Linked DNA regions of Mus musculus: all the other regions are linked to region 2. The links are chromatin contacts, called in public ChIA-PET maps. All regions are on one chromosome and are shown on one strand. Each heading gives the region's core, a stretch centred on a gene start, on an enhancer-like site or on the middle of the called end of the contact. The rest is flanking DNA. Distances are from core to core; before and after follow the strand shown. Region 1 has its middle 10 kb from the start of Otulin. Region 2 has its middle 14 kb from the start of Dnah5. Region 3 overlaps Ank (progressive ankylosis).

Region 1 (3,748 bases), core at 52-2,551, 550 kb after region 2:
AAATCCCACCCCCAGTGACACACCTCCCTCTCTAAGGGCATATATTCTAATCTTTCCCAAACAGCTCCATCAGCTGGGGACCAAGCATTCAAATATATGAGCCTATGGGGGCCATTATTATTCAAACCACCACATAAGCCAATTAGTGAGCCCCAGGTTCAGCGAAAAGCTCCTGGCTTCAAAAAAAACACCTGATTTCAACTTCCGGCCTCTATAGATATCCACAGTCACTCACACTGTGCACGCGCGCGCGCACACACACTCACACTCACTCCTTATTTTCACACAATATCATAGTAATTTGCCACTCTATTATTTTAACAATTTTAGATCCTTCAAATTTGTTGAAAGCAAGTTAGAGGCCAATCCTTGCCACAAAAAAAAAAAAAAAAAAAAAAAAAATCTGCTTTAGAATCAATCTTGTTTGCTTCTGAGAAGTGTCACCAGACAACCATTTGTGTTTAGTATCAATATTCAGCCCAAGTAGGGTACAAGGAAGGCACCCAGTCTTGCCATGAGTCTGTCACCCAGGCGATTAAGATGCCACCAGCATCTCTTACTTTGCACCATGGTTTGTCCCACAGAGACTCTCAAGAGCAAGCCATGTGCTGGTGACATTGAAGGCTGAAAACTGAGAGGTTAAATGGCCTACCCAAAGTCACACAGTTCTGTTTCTGCTACACATTAGCTTTATCGTCCCATGCTACAGTACATTTAATTGACATAGTAGTCAAGATATTTCATGTAAACACCAAAATACCCATGTCTAAGGGCAGAGAAGCCCAAGTCCAAAGGCAGGATTTTGATACCTGTTAGATCCTAGCTGCCCGCGGCTTCGAGTACAAATGCTATGAGATGCAATTATATATTCATTTTATTTTGAAAAACAAACAAACAAACAAGCAAAACCCTCAACTGGATACCCTTCTAAGGTCTAAACCAAGCAGGGAGTAATCAGACACATTAATGTAAAATCCAAAGTTCTTACTTTGTCAGAAATTTCTTGGTATGATTTTTTTTTAAGCGCTAAGACTGATAGCTTGCTTACCTTATCATCAGTGGCTATGTTGGAATAGTAGGGGGTGGGGCTGGGTCACAGGAAAACCCCCGACCTAATCCAAAGCTGCTGGAGGAGGAGGTTAAAGTTCCTGTAAGCAACACAGATATCCTCGCCCTTAGTTTCTTAGGAAATGGCTACAGTTCGCACCTCTGGCTTCTTCGGCGTTCTAGGGCAGAGTCTGATTCACAGACTTCCTTGCCACAGGAAACACGTGTCTGATCTTTAAAGGTGAGTGCAAGGAACTGTTTTGTGATCGTTTTTAACTGGCTGCAGTTGCTGTGACAGCCCTCTGTTCTGTGGCCTGGAACTAACACCAGGCTGACAACCGTTTCTGGTAGGGACTTTCTTCTTGGTTTCTGGTGGTGGGCCCGTCGCTGCGTCTTCTCACGGTAGACAGAGTAGGCTCCGGTGTCTTTGTCTCTTTGGGAGAAAAACAGCTTCATCATTTTGGAGCCCCTGCCCCCCCTTTACTTGATAATCTCAGCTAAACGTCGTCCCTGCCCTCACAGCCCTGACTCTCAGCAGTTCCATGGAGGATCAGGACTTTAGCATATGAACTTGGGAGGACCCAATCCTACCCATGGCACATACTCAGGTACAGGAGTATGACATTTCATTTTCAGTTTTCAAATAAATCAAGATTATATTCTGCCGCCGGGCGTGGTGGCGCACGCCTTTAATCCCAGCACTCGGGAGACAGAGGCAGGCGGATTTCTGAGTTCACGGCCAGCCTTGTCTACATAGTGAGTTCCAGGACAGCCAGAGCTATACAGAGAAAGCCTGTCTCAAAAAAAAAAAAAAAAAAAAAAAGATTATATTCTGCCTAGATAACTTCTAAGCCAAAGTTCTGTTTAGGTAGAACGGTTGAATCTTACTAGAGAGCCTCAAGTCCATGAATTACAATCATCACATCATTCTCTCCTCTAGGTAGGAAACTTTCATTTTCACAATAGAAATAGATTTCATTATGATCTAATGTTCTCCCAATAAAGAGGCCTGGGGAAGTTTTGGGGTTTCCAGGTAAACTAATACTATTGCAAGGTATGTTCCTTTTTAATTGAACACTTTCTTGTCATTTTTTTTTCCTGAATGATATTTTTCAGCTTCAGAACTACAAAGGCATAGGTTTTTGTTTGGTCATCTGGTCTTGTTTTTTTTTTTTTTTAATATTTTTTATTAGGTATTTTCCTCATTTACATTTCCAATGCTATCCCAAAAGTCCCCCATACCCTCCCCCCCCACTCCCCTACCCACCCACTCCCACTTTTTGGCCCTGGCGTTCCCCTGTACTGGGGCATATAAAGTTTGCATGACCAATGGGCCTCTCTTTCCAGTGATGGTCGACTAGGCAATCTTTTGATACATATGCAGCTAGAGACAAGAGCTCCGGGGTACTGGTTAGTTCATATTGTTGTTCCACCTATAGGGTTGCAGATCCCTTTAGCTCCTTGGGTACTTTCTCTAGCTCCTCCATTGAGGGCCCTGTGATCCATCCAATAGCTGACTGTGAGCATCCACTTCTGTGTTTGCTAGGCCCCGGTATAGTCTCACAAGAGAAAGCTCTATCAGGGTCCTTTCAGCAAAATCTTGCTAGTGTATACAATGGTGTCAGCGTTTGGAGGCTGATTATGGGATGGATCCCCAGGTGTGGCAGTCTCTAGATGGTCCATCCTTTCGTCTCAGCTCCAAACTTTGTCTCTGTAACTCCTTCCTTGGGTGTTCTGTTCCCAATTCTAAGAAGGGGCAAAGTGTCCATACTTTGGTCTTCGTTCTTCTTGAGTTTCATGCATTTAGCAAATTGTATCTTATATCTTGGGGATCCTAAGTTTCTGGGCTAATATCCACTTATCAGTGAGAACATATCATTTGAGTTCTTTTGTGATTGGGGTACCTCACTCAGGATGATACCCTCCAGGTCCAACCATTTGCCTAGGAATTTCATAAATTCATTCTTTTTAATAGCTGAGTAGTACTCCATTGTGTAAATGTACCACATTTTCTTTTTTTTTTTTTTTTTTTTTTTTTTTTCCATTTTTTATTAGGTATTTAGCTCATTTACATTTCCAATGCTATACCAAAAGTCCCCCTTACCCACCCACCCCCACTCCCCTACCCACCCACTCCCCCCCTTTGGCCCTGGTGTTCCCCTGTACCGGGGCACACAAAGTCTGCGTGTCCAATGGGCCTCTCTTTCCAGTGATGGCCGACTAGGCCATCTTTTGATACATATGCAGCTAGAGTCAAGAGCTCAGGGGTACTGGTTAGTTCATAATGTTGTTCCACCTATAGGGTTGAAGATCCCTTTAGCTCCTTGGGTACTTTCTCTAGCTCCTCCATTGGGAGCCCTGTGATCCATCCATTAGCTGACTGTGAGCATCCACTTCTGTGTTTGCTAGGCCCCGGCATAGTCTCACAAGAGACAGCTACATCTGGGTCCTTTCAGTAAAATCTTGCTAGTGTATGCAATGGTGTCAGCATTTGGAAGCTGATTATGGGGTGGATCCCTGGATATGGCAGTCTCTACATGGTCCATCCTTTCATCTCAGCTCCATACTTTGTTTCTGTAACTCCTTCCATGGGTGTTTTGTTCCCACATCTAAGGAGGGGCATAGTGTCCACACTTCAGTCTTCATTTTTCTTGAGTTTCATGTGTTTAGGAAATTGTATCTTATATCGTGGGTATCCTAG
Region 2 (3,812 bases), core at 814-3,313:
ATGAAATGGGTTCCAAGGTGGGACTTGTATGTACCTACACATGAAAACGAAAAGGTCAGATAATTGAAAGATTCTTTCAAATGTAGCCCTTACAATAGAGTAGTAATTGATATAAAATTGTTCGGAACAATGGATTCAAATCGTTTTTCATCTTAAAATCGTATACTACCAGAAAGCAGAGAAGGGCAGCTTTTTCTACCACAGCGTTGGTATGACTGTTGCAATCGTCACAACTAGAGTTAGCTGCATTTGACCCACACAAGACTAACACTATCAACCATCAGTCAACGGAGGTGGAGAAGCTCACAGGGCCCTATCCTTCATATCTCAACCACTGGCTCCTAATATATTCTGAGACATGGGATTAGTGTCTCTGGTTGTGGGCCCACTGCTGAGCCATCAGGTTCCAAGAGATTTTTCCCAACCCGTGGTCACACGGATGTCCCTGGTTAATCTCAGCAGATCACCAAACAAAATGAGTATATAGGAACAGGAAAGGGATTCAGGAGAGCTCTGAACTGGGGTAGGAAGGAAGTGCAAGGTACGGGGAGTCACTGTGCATTGTGTACGTGTGAAAAAAAATGTCCAAGGACAAACCTAATAAGTAAAAATAAGTTTTAATATATCAGAAAATAAAATAATAAAAATAGAAAAATGCAGGGGACATAGGGAAGGTTTCGGATATGACTCCGAAGCTCTCCAACTTTGTGGTATGATTCCTTTTTTAGGTAACCATAGCTCTTAATATAGTCTAAGATGATTCCAGGTTAAGTTCGTCTTTCAAGCATTAGTACTTTTCTACTGCTGTGCTAAATTGTCGTGAGCAAACCAACTTATGGAAGAAAAGTGTATTGATGTTCATGGTTCCAGAAGGGTATGGATCTGGTGTGTCAGGGCAGCGTGGCAGCAAGCGTCTGCATGGTAACTGTGTCAGGAAGATCAGGGTAGCAGGGCAGCAAGCATCTGTGTGGTGACTGGGAAGGGCAGAGATCTTATAGCAACCATGAGCACAGAGCAGAGCAAGCAAACTGAAAACGGCGTGAAACCTACCCCTAGTGGTGTGCTTCCTCCATCATGGCTACGCCGCCCCCTCCCCAAACAGCATCACTAGCTGTGGATCAAGTGTTCAAATGCACGTGCTTGTGGTGGACATTTCTCGTTAAAAGACTACAGGTATGATTTTGATAGAATATTAATGTATTTTAAGAAAAGTGTTTACTGAAGCTCATTAATCTCACCAAAGGCCACCAACATGAATGCACTCAGTGAGATTTTATGCCACGTTAAGGATGTTATTCCAATATAGGACAACTTGCTGCCTGCACAAGCTTACAACAGAGAAAAGAAGATGTTCCCTGGATTCATTCATTACTCACCCACCTTCCAACACAGGGGAGAGGGAGGGGGAGGGGGAGGGGAGAGGGGGGAGGGGGAGAGGGGAGAAGGAGAGAAGGGGGGAGGGGAGAGGAAGGGGGGAAAGGGAGGGGGAGGGAGAAAGGGGGAGGGGAGGGGGAGAGAAAGGGGGAGGGGAGAGGAAGGGGAAAGGGATGGGGAGGGGGAGAGGAAGGGGAGAGGGAGGGGGAGAGGAAGGGGAGGGGGAGGGGGGAAGGAGATCAAAGATCACACATGAACCTCGTGAAGCAAAATACTCAAAACCTACCCTTAAAATGCTTGAAGAGTTACTGTTTCGAATATAATAACATCTGTTAAAATTCAGTTCCGAAACCGAGCTAAATCATGTAAATGAGGAGGCGCGGTAGCAAGTCTGAGAACTTAAGGGGGAAATTAAAAATGAGACGCAGTCTGTGAAAAGTTGCCTTCAGTTTGGAAGAAAGTGTGTGATCAAGAGGGCGCTCTAAGCCTGAACCAGAAAGGCCTGGGAGAAAATGGTTTCTCTCTGATTCTCCATTTCCTTCCCCTTCCCTAAAACACAGGCTTGAATCTGCCGCTTTGTGAAACCACTCGACGTTTACAGGAAAGGGTGACTTTAAGGAACTGTGATGACTCCGCAGGTGACCGCAGGCGTGCTACACCACACCGGCTCACACTACAGGCACCCACTCTGGCCAATAAGGATACAGGTGCTTTGTCCTCGCAGCTTTGTCAGCGTCTGCCTACCTACCGCACTCTCTCTGATGCTCACGCCTCATTCAAGTCTCAGAAACCTCTCTACATCCTTTCTTTTATGGGGTCTCTTCAGAATCTTACAGCTTCCCTCTGAAGTTGCACGCGCGTTAGCTGTTCCTTGAGTCTGATCTTGCGTGTAATAGTTTTCATAGTGAATAATAGTGGGTTTGGGTTTTTGTTGTTGTTTTGTTGTTTTGGTTGGATTTTTGTTTTTTGTTTTGTTTTGGGGGGTTGTTTTTGTTTTTGGTTTGGGGTGGTTTTTGTTTTTTGGGTTTTTTGGTTTTTGGTTTTTGGTTTTTGGGGTATTTTTTAGACATGAAGTCCTAGAGCTTAAAGTTGACCTGAAACTCGAGAGGTAACTGAAGGTGATCTTGAACTTCTGACCCCCCCTGCCTCTGTGTCCTGAGTGCTGGAGCTACTGACACGCACCAACATGCCTGAAGCGTGCAGTGCTGGGAATCAAACCCGGAACTTCGTGCACTGTAGGCAAGCGCTTTGCCAACTCAGGCGTATCCCCAGCCCTATAATGGCATTTTAGAAATATAACCTAATGAGTGTTTAAAACAAACAAACAACAACAAAAAAAGGTGACTTTAAAATATTGTCATTAACACAACACCTGGCACTTCTCAAGAGCTCATGAAATAAATACACACTGAATGACCATTTTTAAACTGCCTGCATTGTGTATAAGTCAACATGATATTCCTTTTTGTTAAATAACAATCCCCGTCTTTCAATCCCTGTGACAGTGTCTCTCAGATCGTTGCGGTTCTCATTCTTCTTGGTTTCCTGTCTGATTTGTTGGGATAAAATAACCAGTGACAGAGATATGGGACATATAAAGGAAGAAAATGTCGAGGAATGGAAAGGCCAAGTCCCGCCCCTCCTACAAGCCCCTCCTACAAGCCACTTTCCTACTGCAGCCCTTACCAAACAGAAGGTGGGGGCTTCCCATTCTCCCTCCAGCATGAGATGGCCATCAAGACTGACTCCTCCATTCTTTATTGCCTTGAGAGACACACGTAGTTACTCTTTCTTCTTATCAAGTGCATTAGGAATGAAAGGTAGCGTTTTATTAATTGAATTGAGCACAAAAGTGAATTTCAATGTAATGAGCCTCAGCTTGCTCTTGCTTACCTTCCAGCCTGAGTTTCAGGCTTTCCTTTCAGAGAACTGTCGAATGCTGTTTGTTGGCACAGGAGTGTCATGTTGGGAAGGTTCTTTTATTAATGATGGGTCTATAAACCCACATGAAAAGAGCGCTGTACCCGCCATCAGCAGACAGCTTTGTCGGGCTTTCTCCTTTTAAGAAGAAATCTTTAGAATTCCAGTTACAAGAGTTACAGGCTTTCAATCTCATGCCCTATAAAGTCTTATGTTCGGAGGTTAATAAAATGAGATTAATCCGGAGATACTACATGTTGTGTTCTTTTCTTCACTCCTTTCAAGCAAAATACATTAACAGCAGCAATAGTCTGGGCTGGGGAAGGGACACCAGCCCAGCCGACTGCTCGTGGAACTCAGCTGCCCCCCAGCGGCGACGGAGAGAACAGCACGATGAACAGGGTGGTCATAGCGGAGAAAAAAGACCTGGGAGCATTGCGGTGATTAACCTTGATTTATATCGACTTTCTCACATTTACAAAAGAGATGGCCCAGCAGGAGGTAGCGATGCTGAAGCC
Region 3 (3,781 bases), core at 555-3,054, 590 kb after region 2:
AGAGGAGAGGGGGGAAGAAGGAAAAACCATGTTACTCTGCAGCAGGCAGCCACGTGGTGGGAAGGGAGCGTTCAGGATAAAGCAAGGAACCCCCAGCTGCTAGGAACCCCCAGCTGCTAGAGAAAGCATACTTGGGAACAAAAAAGGGAAGGAGTCGGACCTTTTGGCATAGGGAGCAAGCTGAGCTCCATGGCAGCTTGGGCTCGGGCATAGGAATTCTGGGGAGCAAAAGTATCTCCTTAAAGGAATTTATTTTGCCTATCTCTTCAACAAGGCTGAAGTTGAGTCTGCCTCCCTAAAGGTGCTCCCACCTCCCTGCTGTGGTCCCTTGGCCCGGTGGTTGACCTGCTGGGTCACATTCACTCCTCATGTTGGATAACTTAGTGTTCGATTTTTGCCCAGACCAGAGATTTTTTACCCTCTTGAGCAGAAGGAAGAGTTTTCTCTTAGTGAGTCCTCACGGCTGCTGGGTTGGAGCAGTTCTGCTCTCATCCCCTCTCTCCTTGTACACTAAGGACTTCTTTTTCAAGTAGAAAGGCTTTCGGTTCTTGTCTGTGGTCTCAGCTTGTATATTGGTTGACATTGTTTGTACAGAAGTAGATGTCAAGTCTTGCTAATAAGTGCATTTGGAGTTACTGGCCCAGGTGAAAAGAGGTACTGTATAAAAGCTAACTCTGTCCATGTGTGTCTCCTGCATAAACCATCCAGTAAGTCTATCCACGTGTGTCTGACAGTCACCTCTAAAAGCGCATCTCCCTAGTCAGGTTTTGAGAGACCCTGTTTGATTGATTGCAAATGCAGGAGAGAAAGATTATCATTGGACCGGAAAGGCAGCTTAGTGATTCAGAAGGTTTGCTGTGAAATCACAAGGATGAGAGTTCTGCTCCCAGCATCCACTTAGTAAGCCCCAGGGGGCATGGGGGGTGTCAAAGGCCAGATTCGTGGGTCTTGATGGCTTCTAAGGGCCTCCATCTCAAAGGAGATAAGACTACTACTCGACAGGACACTTGGTCCCTCTTCTGGACTCTGTTGTGTGCACAGTTTGTGAATCTCCACACTAAAGTGTATATACGCAAAGATACACACTAAGTAGAAATTCTGAAAATGAATTACTAAGTTTTTGTAAGGTACTAGTTACAAGTCTGGCACCACTTGCACTTGGCAGAGAATTTGTTTCCTTGGATTTAGGTGCTCTTCCTGGTAGGGCACCACATCAGTTAACGGAGCTAACGACCACCCTTCTGTCTTGTGGTGGGGAGAATGAAACTTAAGGTTTCCTTGTCTTCTCATTATTTTCCCCTTTGAGATCAGACAGTAAACAATGCAGTGAGTTGTTTCCTGACTTGTAAAGTGGGGTTCGGGTTGTTGATTACAGTCCTGTTTGCCTCTTGTTTAGCTTTGGTGTGTTAATTTTAGTCACCAGCCTTTGAGCAGGGCACCCAGGCCTTTCTTGAGATTTCCACTACATCCTGTTTCATGTGTGGTTAGATCAGCTGATGAGTCACCTGATGTTTTGCCACTTCGAATGACAAAAATAGAGGCTCAGAATAACCACACAGAGAAGCAGCTCTCATGGTTTCCAGATACATTGCTGAAAACCGTGCTTTTTGATGCTTCAAGCTTTTTATAAAAGAGCCTTGTGTGAGGCTCTTGTGGAAAGGCAGACAAGACACTGGGTTTGCACAGCTAACACTGAAGTCACCTCACCTTCCCAGGTCCCACCAGAGATAGCATTATTATACTTTTGGTTATAAAAGTGTGTGACAGGCAGCATTGAAAACAACCCTCTCCTGGTGGAGCACAGAAGGCTTAGCTTGCCTGCAGTACCCTAAACCAGACACAAAGCAGCACATGGTGTTCTGGTCATGTTCTATTCAGAGCTTTACTGAAGCAGAAAAAAGTACAAGGAAACATTGCTCAGGTAACATCATTTCATTAGAAGAGGCCAGGTGTGGTGGTGCACACCTTTAATCCCAGCACTTGGGAAGCAGAGCCACATGGATCTCCGTGCGTTCAAGGTCATCCTGGTCCACATAGAGTCCCAGGACAGCCAGGGATATGTAGAGTGACCCTGTCTCAAACTAAAAATAGATAATTATAAGAATATTAGGATTTCCTATTTTGCAGCACATCTCTTGCTCTCGCTTCAGTATGGAGAGAAAGTTGCTGAATCTTGGAAAATGTTCCTTTCCCTTTGCCTATTTCAGAAGAAAATATTTTCAAACAGAGCAGTTAGGAAGGTGGGAGATTGGGGAACTAGAATCAGAGGGAGTCTTTGTTTCCTCTCTGAAACAGGCACACACACCCACTCACCTGCACTAAGGGAGTGGTAAAACTATTTATTAAAGATAAAATGCAGTCACTTTCCCCATGACCAAGGCCATTGTCTCAGTCCTGCCACATCCAGGAGGGGCTGCATTGCAAGAAAGCAATAGGGTCCACGGAGTTTAAAGTGCTTAAGTACTTAAGTAATTACTGCAGCTCAGAATAAGTGTTTTCATTTCTGAGGCCCTCTCTGAACATTTCCAAGCCAAAGCATGAGCGAAGGCCAAGAAACAGATGGTCCCAACCGAGAGAAGAGTGCCTTTGACTCCAGATGCCCAAGCCCAAGCCCAACACGGGCAGCAGGGAGACACTGACCAGCTCCAACCCACAGATACAAACAAGGCCTTCGCAGTGGAAGGATCCCTGGTGAGTTCCCACCAAGCCAACCGCAAGCCGCTCACACTCCCGGAGCCCTGCAGTGGGCAGGCTTTGTCCTTCCTGAGTCACAGCAGTCCTGTTTACTCAGTTCCAGGGGGCCTTAGAGAGGGCCTGTGTGCCAGCACCCAGTAAACAAGGGCAGAGCCAGCAGCAGGTCAGGTGTGCACTTAGAATGACCCTCGGTTGCCCCTCAGATAAACAGGCTTCTCTAGTTTCTCGGAGAAAACCCTCACTCTAGAAAGGCCATCCTAACTCAGTATTTTGAGGAAAACTTGTCTCCTGCCTCTGCAACTTTAGGTTGTATTTGTCGCTTAACCTTGAGAATGATCTTCCCACAGTCCTTGAGGATTTCACAGACATGGTCCTTTTCAGTTTGTTAGCTGAGCAATATGTTTAAAAAGAACACTCAGCTGCTGAGCTAGAAAGGCTGCCCTTAATGCTTGTGGAAAGAGGAGAAAGGCCCTTCCCAAGTCTAGGCCGTGGAATTCTTTGTTTGAATACAACAGTATGGCAGCTGTCTCAGGGTGTCAGGTGACAAAACAGGCCCACAGAATGTGTGTGGAGGAGCCTGTACTAGGAGGGGAAGGTCAGAACAAATCCCCCCAAACCGCAGCTCCATTGCAGAGGCCTGGGCCTGGCACTGCATTCCAGGGGCTCGGGACATCTTACACAGCTGATGTCCAGTCATCCTGATGAAGGCGGCTCTGGGCTCTAAGCTACATGTCCCAAGTGCACAATAAAGAGATACTAGCTTTTCTTGACTTTAAAGGGAAAGGATTTCGAATTTGATATTTGGTATTTAAGCTCCAACCCCAGAAGCATGAAAATAGCCACACATTTTAAAAAATATTGCTGTTTAATTTTCTAGTCATGTACTTTAAAAAGCCAATACAATTAAGACTTTCAGTTATCTTTCAGATCTGCCCCTGACGTCACCCACAAGCAGCTACGGAAGCACATAGGATTTGTTCCCATGGTGGGCACATATGAGGGACACTGGGTATCTAGAAATGGAAATGCGAGCCTGTGTAGCCCTGACAGTCTTAACATGAGGTTACACAACACCAAAATAATAAGC

Evidence for each region. ChIA-PET counts read pairs in DNA pulled down with a chosen protein or histone mark.
Region 1: an RNA polymerase II ChIA-PET map of memory CD8 T cells shows a contact between it and region 2, with 8 read pairs. The contact joins two enhancer-like sites. A contact is called at or near these places in 2 of 39 promoter capture datasets (embryonic stem cells and pre-B cells), 2 of 15 datasets of contacts at CTCF or cohesin (embryonic stem cells and stem cell-derived epiblast-like cells), 41 of 484 Hi-C or Micro-C datasets (the AML12 cell line, B cells, the Ba/F3 cell line and 21 more), 6 of 115 datasets of contacts at active chromatin or transcription factors (astrocytes, bone marrow-derived dendritic cells, embryonic basal ganglia and 3 more) and 1 of 9 other capture datasets (adipose tissue).
Region 3: an RNA polymerase II ChIA-PET map of memory CD8 T cells shows a contact between it and region 2, with 40 read pairs. The contact joins two enhancer-like sites. A contact is called at or near these places in 1 of 484 Hi-C or Micro-C datasets (the N1E-115 cell line) and 1 of 115 datasets of contacts at active chromatin or transcription factors (memory CD8 T cells).

The regions. Positions count from the first base shown.
Region 1 is chr15:27,638,969-27,642,716 of GRCm38.p6, reverse strand. No RefSeq gene overlaps it. Among named protein-coding and RNA genes, the nearest start is that of Otulin, 10 kb to the right of the region's middle. Within about 2 kb of position 1,301, at least 45 of the 459 cell types and tissues checked have an H3K27ac peak or open chromatin away from gene starts, as enhancers often do. A contact at or near this core is called in memory CD8 T cells, where this site is marked.
Region 2 is chr15:28,188,067-28,191,878 of GRCm38.p6, reverse strand. It overlaps a transcript of Dnah5 not described here. Among named protein-coding and RNA genes, the nearest start is that of Dnah5, 14 kb to the left of the region's middle. Within about 2 kb of position 2,063, at least 48 of the 459 cell types and tissues checked have an H3K27ac peak or open chromatin away from gene starts, as enhancers often do. A contact at or near this core is called in memory CD8 T cells, where this site is marked.
Region 3 is chr15:27,594,669-27,598,449 of GRCm38.p6, reverse strand. It overlaps Ank (progressive ankylosis), which reads right to left. Exons shown (of 12, transcript NM_020332.4): 12 at 3,541-3,781. It also overlaps a transcript of Otulin not described here. Among named protein-coding and RNA genes, the nearest start is that of Mir7117, 25 kb to the right of the region's middle. Within about 2 kb of position 1,804, at least 254 of the 459 cell types and tissues checked have an H3K27ac peak or open chromatin away from gene starts, as enhancers often do. A contact at or near this core is called in memory CD8 T cells, where this site is marked.